3 separate regions of the Mus musculus genome follow, and all the other regions are linked to region 1. A link is a contact called in public promoter capture Hi-C data. All regions are on one chromosome and are shown on one strand. Each heading gives the region's core, a stretch centred on a gene start, on an enhancer-like site or on the middle of the called end of the contact. The rest is flanking DNA. Distances are from core to core; before and after follow the strand shown.

Evidence for each region. Promoter capture Hi-C pulls out the DNA fragments that hold promoters and counts their contacts.
Region 2: a promoter capture Hi-C map of liver shows a contact between it and region 1, with 4 times the contacts expected there. The contact joins the enhancer-like site here to the promoter of Ccnjl in region 1. A contact is called at or near these places in 5 of 39 promoter capture datasets (the 3T3-L1 cell line, hippocampal neurons, liver and 1 more) and 2 of 115 datasets of contacts at active chromatin or transcription factors (astrocytes and embryonic stem cells).
Region 3: a promoter capture Hi-C map of liver shows a contact between it and region 1, with 6 times the contacts expected there. The contact joins the promoter of F630206G17Rik here to the promoter of Ccnjl in region 1. A contact is called at or near these places in 3 of 39 promoter capture datasets (liver and pre-B cells).

The regions. Positions count from the first base shown.
Region 1 is chr11:43,527,047-43,530,999 of GRCm38.p6, forward strand. Ccnjl (cyclin J-like) reads left to right here and starts at 1,703. Exons shown (of 6, transcript NM_001045530.2): 1 at 1,703-1,921; 2 at 2,309-2,413. The coding sequence starts at 2,351.
Region 2 is chr11:45,895,149-45,899,101 of GRCm38.p6, forward strand. The region is part of intron 8 of Clint1 (clathrin interactor 1); the gene reads left to right. Among named protein-coding and RNA genes, the nearest start is that of Clint1, 45 kb to the left of the region's middle. Within about 2 kb of position 1,848, at least 8 of the 459 cell types and tissues checked have an H3K27ac peak or open chromatin away from gene starts, as enhancers often do. A contact at or near this core is called in liver, where this site is marked.
Region 3 is chr11:45,806,317-45,810,269 of GRCm38.p6, forward strand. F630206G17Rik (RIKEN cDNA F630206G17 gene) reads left to right here and starts at 1,767. Exons shown (of 4, transcript NR_045876.1): 1 at 1,767-2,008.

The DNA.
Region 1 (3,953 bases), core at 453-2,952:
CCCTTGGCAGTAGGGGAGAGATGATGACTGAGAACAAACTATGAGGACACATAGGTGCGAAATGCCACAAAGGAACCCATTACCTTGTATGCCAACCGAAAACATTAACAAACACTAAAAACATCTTTGATAAAGATCTGCTCCAGCTTTTAAAATTGTAGTTTGTATCTGTTTGTTATCTGTTTGTATCTATGTATCTGTTTGTGTATCTGTGTATCTACTTGTGTATCTGTTTGTATCTGTTTGTTAGTGAATAGGGCATGAGATTTTTTTTTCTTTGATGGCCTGCCTGTCCATGCTTTGCATCTGATTCTTCATGAAGGTCTTAGGTCACATTGATCTAAAGATATGCATACATGATTGCATATATATCACATTTGTTTAATCTCAGGTATTTTTTAAATTTTTATGAGGGCTCATAAATGCTAAAACTTCTTTTCAGTACAAGTTCATCAAAGCTAAAAAAAAAAACATAGAAAAACAAAACAAAACAAAACAAAAAACCCTCAGCCTAGACAGGGTTCAAACTTCTGTGTAACTCAGGCTGCCCTTGAACTCCTAACCCTTAAGCTACAGACAGCCTTCTGAGTGCTAATGTCGCAGGTATGCAGTACTATAGTAGCCTTTCAAAACTAAATTGTATTTTTAACCCGTAAAATTTTACTTGCGGCTTGATGATGGTGGCACACACCTTTAGTCCCAGCTCACAGGACTCTGTAGTCCTACAAGACCTCCCTCAGATCGCCAAGTTCAAGGCCAGCCTGGTCTACAGAGCAAGTCCCAGGACAGCTGGGGCTACACAGAAAAACCATGTCTCAAACCACAACAAATATCTATCTTGTAGAAAACTAGGCAGAAACTAAAGTCTTTTTCGTGTAATTATTTATTGACTGGTGACTTTCTAACGGGCCTAGTGGTAATCCTCTTTCGTGTCCTTTCTCATTTAATCATAATGTATCCCCAGCAGATTATTGTAGTTTGTATCCCTCTATTACCTAAAGCCAAGCTCTAAGTGGTTAAGACACTGGGTGAACAAAAACACCCAGGTAGTTGGTGGACTTGATTTTAAGTTAGTGGGATCACCAAAGGGCTCACAAAAATCAGCACAGCAGGATGTTATGCCATTATACTGCAGGCTCCAGAAAATGCCTTTCTGAAAACAAGTAAATTAAAAGGGCTTTCTATCCCGCAACCTGCCACAAGGACTGTTTCCCTGCAATGCTCAGCATGGATGCACGCTTAAGAGTACAATAAGATACTCACTGAGCCCTCTTTATAAAGAGGAACTCGTGCGTATCCAAGGGTGTCTTCTCTGGGGCTCCTGTGGGAATTGTTTGAAAATCTACCTCCCCATCGCAGGGCAGGCTGAAAAAGAAAGAAAGACAGGTGGAAGCGTCTGCAGGTTGGCAGGAGCAGCGCATGCGGAAGTCAGAACTTTCTGGGGGCGTCCTGGCCGCTGGATCCACGCGCGGCACACGCAGGTGGCGCCGCGTCCCCCGCGCTCCAGGATCAAGGGGGCAGGGTCACTGGGGATCGCCCCCAGAGTCCCAGGGAAGGTGAAGCCTAGCTTTCTGCCCGGGCGAGGGAGGAGGGTGGGCAGGAAGCGCAGCTCAGCGCCGGGGAAAGAAAGACTGCCATTCCCAGCCCCCCGCCCCGCGGGGCGCGGGGTGCTGGCGGCGCATGCGCGAGGCCCGGCCCCCAATTCCCCGAGCGAGGGAGGGAGGCCCCCGGCGGCCCGAACTGCGAGCCGCGGCGGGACCGAGCGCACGCAGGGGCGCGCCGGTGGCCGGGCGGGACGGGCTGCAGAGGCAGCGGTCGCGAGCACGCGAGGCCAGGGACCGGGCGGCCATCGGAGGGCACTACGTACCCGGTGCGGGAAGGGACCCACCACCCGCGGCCCCCCACGCCGGGACAGCGATGCGTGAGTCTGGCCCCGGCTCGAGGGCAGGATGTGCGAGCAGGACAAAGGCTAGGCGGCGGGGGAGGAGTTGGGGACTCTGAGCCAGTGACCCAGCCAGCCCTGGGAGAGCTACTACAGCCCGCAACTTTGCAACTTTTGCAGAGGGGCACATTGGATATTCTGCAAGTTGTTGCACACAGTTCCAGATAGCCCCAGGTTGGGCGGGCGGAGGGAGGGGAGCGGGGACACTGCTGGCTCTTCAGGACAGCGGGCGACAGCCAGCTCCACGGTGCAGGGCAGGAGGGGGCGCCCGTCCCGGACTGGGACAGGGACCGAGGAGGATCAGGGTCACTGAGGGCAGGGTGAAGGAAGAGTCTCCGATCGCTGAAGCTCCTGGTGTCCTCGCAGGGTGCGCCCCGAGATCCCGGTAGCTTCATAACTGCGGCGGTGATGGATGAGCCGTGGTGGGAAGGGCGCGTCGCCTCGGACGTACACTGCACTCTGCGCGAGAAGGTCAGTTCCTCCCCGCCCTTGTCACTCGCAAGGACTGGGTATTTAAAGTCACTTTCGGTCTCCTGTGGGTGTCTTCAGGATGCCCCGCATGGGAACTCAGCACTCTTGGTGCCCTTTTATTTGTGCGCCTGCTCTTTTACCTTCATGGGGAGTGTGGTCTTCTTCCAGGCAAAGGACCTGGAGATCCAAGAACTTGAAGTCGGTTTTTCACCAGCCACCTAAATGAAGAATAGTTCGTATCCCATTGGATTTCCTCCCGAGGTTACTTTACATGGTACAAGAATGGATTAAAAAAAAAATACTGTGTATCCATTACAGTGTGTAATTCAAAGACACATAATACCACCTACTATACATAATGCTGATTTTCCCTATCATTGTAATGATGTTGTAGCAATTTCTTTTAAAATATAATTACTAGACTAGTGCATAGCTCAGTGGTAAAGCAGATGCCTAAATAAATCTATGCAAACGTAGTAAAGTTACAGTTCGGTGTAAAGAAATATTAGGTAGATGGTGGGAATTCATTGTTAAGGCAGGAACTGAATGAAATTTAAAAGTCTGGCCTGGGGGCAGTCCTAGCACTGTGGAGACAGCAGAAGGATCTCCACAAGTTCAAGGTCAACTGAAGCGTCAGGAGGAGCTCCAGGAAGCACAGGGCTACACAGTGGGACACTTTGTCTCAAAACGAGAGAAAGAAAAGACACACTAGCCTTAACCGAAAGAGGTTGCAGACTAGAAAGCTAAGGGAGAAAACACAAACTCCCCTGCCAGTTGGCCTCCTGTGGTAGAAGGTGGGCTGGCTGAAACTTGATCCCCCTCTCAGTTCACCTCCTGTTGCTGAGGCTGCTGTTGGCCACTGGGAAACTGGGAAAACCCAGAGGACTGAATGAAGGCTTTGCCTCTTTCTTCCTGTACCTGGGCTGGGAAGGATTGTTTGGAGACTTGGTGTGAATGGAAGCAGAGCTACTGTAACAAAGTACTAGAGGCTGGTGGGCATCCGATTTCAGGATGTTGGAAGGATACAGAAGATCCGTTTGCTTTTGAGACAGGGTCTTGTTATGGAGCCCAGGCTAGCTGTATAGGTACTGTATAGTCCAAGCAGTCCTTAAATTCATGGTTCAATTGCCTCAGCTCTCTGAATGCTCTTAACTTACTGCCTCTGTGTCATCTCCTGTCTGAGAGTCTGTGTCTGTTTCCTCGTAGGAGCCCACCCTACCCGAGTAGGGTGTAACTGTACTTTAACTGGTACATCTGAAAGGATATGACTTTCAAGTAAGGTCACATTCTCAGGTTCTAGACGGACATGAATTTAGGGGAGAGGTAGTCTCGACTGGTTTGTCAGGCCAGTGTAGGTCAGAAGTTGTCTTATTGGGGCCCGTAGATCTCTGTAGAACTGGGCTCCCACTTTCAGCAAAACATACTCAGTGTCTGTGGCAGACCTGTTATAGAGTCTCCAGATTCAGGTGAGGTGAGAGAGGGGGACTTGACTCATTAGGGAGTGAATCTCTTCTAGTCACACAAATGCTTTATTTTATTT
Region 2 (3,953 bases), core at 598-3,097, 2.4 Mb after region 1:
CTTTCCAGCAACCGTGCTTCTGCTTTTCTCTCTTTAGTGTGTGTGAAAGATGGAATTAAAAAAGAAAAATGTTGTAGTGGGGTGTGGTGGCGCACACCTTTAATCCCAGCACTTGGGAAGCAGAGGCAGGCGGATCTCTGAGAGGTCAAGGCCAGCTTGGTCTTACACAGTGGGTACCAAGAGAGCCAGGGCTATGTAGGGAGAGACATGATTTACCAGGTATGGTTATGCAGTCCTGTAATCATTGACGATGGCCACAAATTTAAGGTTAGTGTGAACAAAGAGGCCTTGTCTCAAAATAAAACTTAGAAAGGGAACTGGGGATATAGTTTCTTAGTAGAGCATTTGCCAAGCATTTGTGTGACTCTGGACTCTACAGTCCTGCAGAAATACTTCCTGGATTTACTAATGTGAAATTAATGAGCATTCTCTGCTATTTGGAGAGAATTATTTGACTGCCTAACAGGAAGAAGGTGAGAATTTGGTAACCCCTTACCCTAATTTCTTTGGTGCCTATGAGTGACTATGTGGGTTACCTTTGCTTTCTCGGCCTTACAGTCAGACACCCATTTCTCAAAGCTTTAGAAAGATCTCACCTAGTTTTAAACCTTCTGACCTTTAGGCCTTGAGAGGAAAAACTGTTGGTTGTAGTCCACAAGTCTCAGTGACTGGTAAATGTGACCTCAGATCACTGTGACATGTCTCAGTTCACAGGGCTTCCTCTCCTCTCCATACTGCTTCCTCCTTCAGAGTCTAATATGTTGATGACATTTTTCACAAAGAGTTTGGAGGCTTTGTTGTTTGCATGTTTAAGCTGTTAAGATGTGAAAATTTACATTAACATTCACCTTTTAAATTTTCCTTTATAAAAATATGTGTTACTCTGTATGCTTTTGTTACATGCCCTAAACTTCATTATGGTTGTCAAAGCAGATATATGCTCATTACTACTTTTTCATCTGTCAGCGAGTGTGTGCTGACCCAGACACTGGAATTCTTGGGCTCTTGGAAAAGTCAAATAAAGGAAGTAATCGTCAGTCAAAGGGCAATAATTGACTGTAATTACCTAGTTATAAGCATGCTGGGTGCTTTGCAGGGAAGGGGGCACTATATGAATATATATAACTGACTTCCTATTAAGCTTATTGGAAGAGGGCTGTGGCCAGGGTGGAGTGCACATGCCTGTGCCTACAGCTCTTGGCAAGCAGAGTTGAGAGGGTCTCCAGGCAACCTGGGCAAAATACCCAGATCTGTCAGAGAGAAGGGGGAGAACATCACATTGAACAGTGGATGACGCCTGTCTCAGTGGTGAGACTAAGGATTTCTTCTTGTGATCTCCAGTGTGTGCTAACTTTGAGTAATTCCTAACAACTTGGATACCATAGGATTGCACTTGATGATTACAGTCTTAATAAACTACTGTATTCCAATAAAAAATAGCTCAAGGTAAGAGCTTTTTAAGGATAGTTTTTCTAAGGCTCTTTAAAGTTGATTACATTCAAATATAGATGAGCAGGATGCAGGTTGAACTAATGTCCAAAGGGCAGCTGTTTTCAAGTTGTGTAAATAATTCCCAAAAGCAAAGCTTTTGGACTTGCTTTTTGCTTTAAGCACAAGTCCGTGATATAAATTGCTTTTCATAAATAGATTAGTGATTGTAAAACCACCAGTTCTTTTCTTTCTCTCATGCTGTCATGAACTACTGGCCTAGGAATAAACTTGCAAGGCATCTGGTTTGACCTGGTTCTGAGACCCTTCTGTCACTGTTCTACAATGACTGTGACCTAGAGAGGCTGCCACACTCACAGCAGCAGAACGCTGCCCTGGGTGTCTGAACAGCCGCTGGGTGCTGTCTCTGTATATTTAAGATTGGAGCTACAGTGCGAACTGGTAGTTAGCATACAGCCATCTAATGTGTCACAGAATAGCAGTTATTTTGGACTTCCTGGCACGAACTATGAAAAGGCCCTGTTTAAGTCAAAGAATTAAGTAACTGGGAAGATCATCTGTATGCCATGACTTTCCTCCTCTGTGACCCAAGATTTCTTTGAACAAAAAATTGCTTTGAGCAGAAAGAACCCTTTGAGTGTTTTTTCTTCTCTGGTGTAAATGGTAGACTGACTTATATACATATAACAATTAATATAGTAACTGAGGCAGAATTTAAATGAAATCTGCAAGGTTTTTTGCCCTTAAAATTTAGCTTAATATTATCTCAAAAGCAACTGAACATGGTTTGACATCAGAATTACTTTTTAATAACTTCATTTGAAATATATATTTAGCCGTGGATCTTAAATGAAGTTCTGCTACAGAAGGAAGTTAAATTTAAAAACTAGCACTTGCACATGAGACTGTGTAAGGACCTGCCAGATGTCCTGTATGTATAATAAGACTCCCATGCAAGTGATAGGGCCACAGACCACCAGTGAGGTAAGCAAGCATCTGCTCATGGCCCCCTCAGCAGATGAGCATCTCCATAGCCGTGTGTGTGTGTGTGTGTGTGTGTGTGTGTGTGTGTTTACATCATCATTGCTAGCATTTTACAGAATATCTGCTAAAATGTGCTAAAATACTTGATTAAAATCTGTAGACTATCTGACCAAATTTATAACTGCATATGTGAAACCTAGGCTGTGTGTCATCTTGTTCTTGAGTTTGTTTTGATACATGCTCCATCATAATCTTCCATTACAGTTAGTCTTCTAGAGATGATGTTTCAGTGCCTGCTACAGAAAGTTTTCCTAAGTCAGTGCTAGAAAATAGGTATTAAAATTAGAAACTAAGCCAACTAAAAATAGAATGCTAAAAACATTCCATTTCTCTTTTAGTGTGAGTCAACCTTGTAGGCTTTGTCCCTTTGTGAATAAGGAATTTAGGTCTTAACTTACTGCTCCACAAGCTGTATGTCTCTTGAGTGAGAGTGGAGAGAAACGTGTCACCAGTACAACTAGAAAAACTGTGTTAATAGGGCTTAGTACAAAACAGGGGTTCTTTGTGTAGCCCTGGCTGTCCTGGATCTCACTCTGTAGACCAGGCTGGCCTCGAACTCAGATCTGCTTGCCTCTGCCTCCCGAGTGCTTGGATTAAAGGCGTGCACTGCCATCACGTTTCCCAGGCTTAAAAACATTTTTTAAGGACTGAAAATGTATCAAGTCCAAATTATTCCTTATCATTTGAACCTACCTGCATTTTACATGGATTGGAAGCACAGTGGGGCGGCCTCAGTCAATCCTCTTGCATTTGGGTGCAAGCTGTCTTTAAGCTCTGTTTACTAGAAGTTGGTAGTGGTTTTTTTCACTGATGATGACGATGAATTTTTAAATGTGGAAAACATTTTGCCCCAAATTAAATACACAAAGGTTAACTATAAAAATGTTTAGTGAATATTATTTGTAAATTTTTTAAGATGAGACTTTGCCACGTAGCCCAGACTGGCCGCACCTCTGCTCCTGCTACATTGGCTTCCCAGCTAGCTGCTCAGGTGAGCTCTGCACACTGCCTCCTAGATGGAGTGTGTGCGGATTCAGTGAGACAGACTTCAGCATTTGTTGTGTGGCAAAGCTTTGTGGCTTCTGGCTGAGGACAGCTTTCCTTCTGATCTCCCTTCTGCTTGTCTCCAGAAGCACTCGCTGTGAGCTACACATCGTCTATAAAGTCATTAACCAAGAGACCCTCATTTCTTCTGCACTTCAGTGTTTTAGCTTGAGGTTTTTCCTAAATTCTTTTGTGTTCCAAACCGAGGTAGTCCTGCCTCTCAGAGTCTTTGATGAGGAGAGAATCACATCACGTTTTTGAGTGCTGTGTCTGAACATGTATTCTATAGGCCAGTTGTGACTTTGCCTGTTGATGGTCTGGGCTCTTTTTTTTTTTTTCTCTAGTGGAGATATTTGTTCTTACTGATTATTTAGAAATTAGTCACTTACTTTATATATATTAGGACTCTTCAGTTT
Region 3 (3,953 bases), core at 517-3,016, 2.3 Mb after region 1:
GCCTCTGTCTCCTAAGTGCTAGGATTAAAGGTGGGCATCACCACTGGCCCAGCTGCAAGCTTCCTTCTTGAACTTTCCCCTAAGCATGCTCCACTTCTCTAAACAGACAGAAAACAAATATGAAGGACTGTGGATGGAAAGGGTCATCACACCACCACGCTGCTTTGAACAGCCAATTATTAATCTTCACCAGCACTCACCGGCCACAACCAGCCCAAACTCTACCCTTCCTTCCAACCTCCTATCTGATTACAAAGCCTTTCAGCCTCCCACTCTGCCCATGGTCACTTGGTTCTGTTTGTTCCTGGACAGCCCCTGGGGATATGCCACCTGTTATCAGCAAGCATCTCTTTATGGAGGTACAATGTGCTTCTGACAATCACAGGATGGAGTTTTTTTCCTTATTACTGTGCCAGCCCCTGGCTACCATAGCCACTACCCAGAAATATCTGCTAACCAACTGGCAAGGTGAGGACCTTGTGTTAAGTTCTGGGCCTGACTTTTTGTGGAGATCTTGGAGGAGCAGAGTGTCTCCGATGCCTAGCTGGCTCGGTCCTTCATCATTTGTGGAAGGACAGTGCTTGCATAGACATCATCCTGAGTTGCCTTGCCTGGTTTTGGTTTGTGACTAAGTCTCACTTCATCTTCTTATACTTTAAGTAGTTCTACTTCCTCTTGTGCCCAAGGCCAATAATGCTCATTGGTAAGTACCATGAGGACTGACTGAGGGACATAGTTGAATTGGAAAGTACACGAGGACTTGAATAGCCAAGAGTGGGGCAAAATCACAAGCATGAAGTGGTTAATAATATGAGATCACTGGTGCATGCAAATTTTTATCTAGAAGAACCATTAAGAAACATGGGGGTGGGGGGGAATTTGCACACACTTCATCCCAGTAGACTGCCTGAGCCTGTAGAGTCCATCCAGCTGAATTTATACTTATAAAAATTGTTTGCTGTTTCCTTAGTTAAATTCTATTTTAACTAGACAGTCTCTATTTGTATTTGCTAAATTGGCAACCTCACCCCTAAGGGACATGTGACAATATCTGGGCAGATATTTCACTATTGAAAATACTAACTGGTATCTAGTAAATAAAGGCCAGGGACACACAGGGCAGAGTCAGCCCACAGTAATCTGGCCCCAAATATTAATAATGCCACCATCAAGGGAGCCTGATCTAAGTGAGAGATTAGTACTGATGTATCTAACCCAAGCATTCAGGAAAGTAGGGCAGGGAGTGGGGCAAGGACATAGTTCAGTGCTAAGGTACTTGGTTTACATGTGTGAGGTCCTGGGTTCTAACCTCAGCAGTGCAAACACACAATACCCCAATTAGATCATAAAATAAACTCATTATATTGAAGGTGGGTGTGGTGGTAACACATGCCTGTACTCTCAACACTTGTGTGGCTGGAAAGAAGAGCCTAGAGTCTGAAACATTAAAATGAACATCCAAAGAAGATGTTCAGAGTGAAGGAAGTCTTTCCCCACCCTGGGGATCGCAGGAGAAACAAAGCATGCTCCAGACCACTATGCTGGAAGACTGGAAACCCTTCCAAACCTGGACTTCTTCCCATGAAGAAAGCGTGCTGGAGAAAAGCATAGAAATGCCGTGTAATCGGCTCTGCACCTCGCCCTGCTGTGGCTTGTTCTCTCCACTCACAAGCCCACTTCTGTTCTGGGCAGTGGTTTCCCTTCCTTAATAAACTATATTTCTGTCTCTAACCACGTGTCCTCGGCCCAATCATTCTGGTGCCCTAGACCACAAGAGCCCGAAATAAGATGGCCTCTAAACTTGGATCTGCAGCCCTGCGCCAAGTGTGTTTCTTCTTTTATCTCTGTCGATGCTGGCCAAAAGCCTGGGTGAGCTTGCTTGCCCTCGAGCTCGGTGCAAGACTACTTCTCTGAAGCCCCCACCCCACCCCCCCATCTACCATGCAGTTTTATACAGCCCTCCCTCCATCGCTGATCACCCAGCTGTCTCGGACCCTAACTCAAAAAGGTATGACTTTCTCTGCTCCCCTCTCTCTCCTTCCTCTCAGTAGCTGCTTGACATTTACCCTTGACTACTCAGCCACTTTTCTCCGGATCTCTAACTGTCCTCTAACTCCCTTCTGAGTCTGTTTTTAAATCTTTGTATGAGTGAGACTGAGAACTTGAAAGGAACCCAAATTCCCTTCACATTGGGGGGGCGGGGGGGGTGGAGGAAGGAAGATCAGCAACTGCGGGTCATCCTTGACTACAGAGCAAGCTGAGGCCAGCCTGTGCTACATTAGATCTCGCTTCAAAAATAAATAAATAAATAAAAGGAGAGGGGGGAGGGTAAAAGCTGAAGTTGGGGAGAAAGAACAGCAGTGAGGGTGCAGAAAGGTTTGAAGAGAGCCTGGGCTATATAGCAAAACACTGTGTCCTAGAAAGACAATGTCACTCACTGCAAAGTATCCAGTATCCAGTTAGGTGTGTAAGGTAGCAATAGGACACTTGTCCCAACCCCTACTGACAAAAACGCAGTGCCATTAAAATACCACAGTAGGATAGCATCCCCTTAAACACCTATAAGTCTCTTAACCACTCCACTCCCATCTCCTTTGAAAAGGTGTTTGTGAAGTTTATTGTGAATCTCTAAGCTACTAAAAACTAGAACTTTTCGGGGGAGGGAGAATTTGGGGGAGGGCATTCTTTTGTACTTGTTATTTGTTTTTGCAGTGTGGGGGTGGAACACGGGGGGGGGGGGGGGGAGGGCTTGCCCATGCAGCACTAAACTGCCCCATTGCCCTCTTTGAAATGGGTATTTTATCGTGGAGAAACACACAAAATCCTCACTGCATTTGGTAGAGGGAACTCAAATATTACTGGATATTCCAGGCTCTCACTGAGCCCTACAAGGAATGAAAACAACTGCTAAACGAAACCAGTGCACTTCCAGCAAAGCCACCTTCCCCTTTCCAACTCTCTGAAGAGGTCCATTGCAAAGGGTGTGTTTCTGCGTGTGTGTGTGTGTGTGTGTGTGTGTGTGTCTCTGTCTGTCTGTCTGTCTGTGACTGTGTGTCTGTGTCTGTGTGTGTTTTCCAGAGAAGATCAAAAGTTTTCACAGCTGATTAGCATCCAGAAAGCAACAGCCTGCTTTAACCTTGAGATGCAAATAGTCAAAGATTGTCAAGGGATCTAAAGGGCTGGCAAATTTGATGGAAGATCAAATTCCCGACATTTCTAGGGCAATTAATTTCACATGCAAAGTCACCAGAATGGGCTGCCCACTCTCCACCTGCAGTAAAGCCCTGATAAGACTGGGGAGGTTTACAGACTTTGGACTAATTGGCCTGCACCCACCCAGACGAGTTCATTATCCTTATCCCCAGTTCTTAGAACAGAGAACGTGAACGGGGATTTTTTTTTTTTTTTTTTTTTGCTCTACCTCTAAAGGACCCTCCTCTTAAATATCTCTCCACTTCAGATCACTATACTTAGACTCCAGGTACCACGGGTAGGTATTGTGCTGCTAACTATTCACAGGACTGGAAAGAAAAGGTCTACACTGAAGTCAAGTCTTTTTGCAGGCTTCTCTTAACAGTCTACCTGAAACGGGAATCTTAGCCTCAGAAAGGCTTAATGGCTCAGCACTATTATTTGACCGTTACAGAAACCAGGGAGGAAGTGGCTGTCAGTTCCAGCCCAGGACTTTGGAGCATGAAGTAAATGGATTTTGAAAGCTCTGATTGCTAAGCTTCTTTCCTCGTGCCTATACTGACTTCTTCCGACGTGCAATGCTGACTTCTCCAGATGTGCAATGCTACCTGTGATGGACAAGTTCCAGCCACGTGGCCAAGGGCATGGGGTGACTCAAAAGTAGTTCATTGTCAGGATACATTTTTCTACTCAGCTATCTGGTTCTATGTGCCACTACCATGGCTCTCTAAAGGACCGCCCATCAGCAGCCTCTGGGGCCC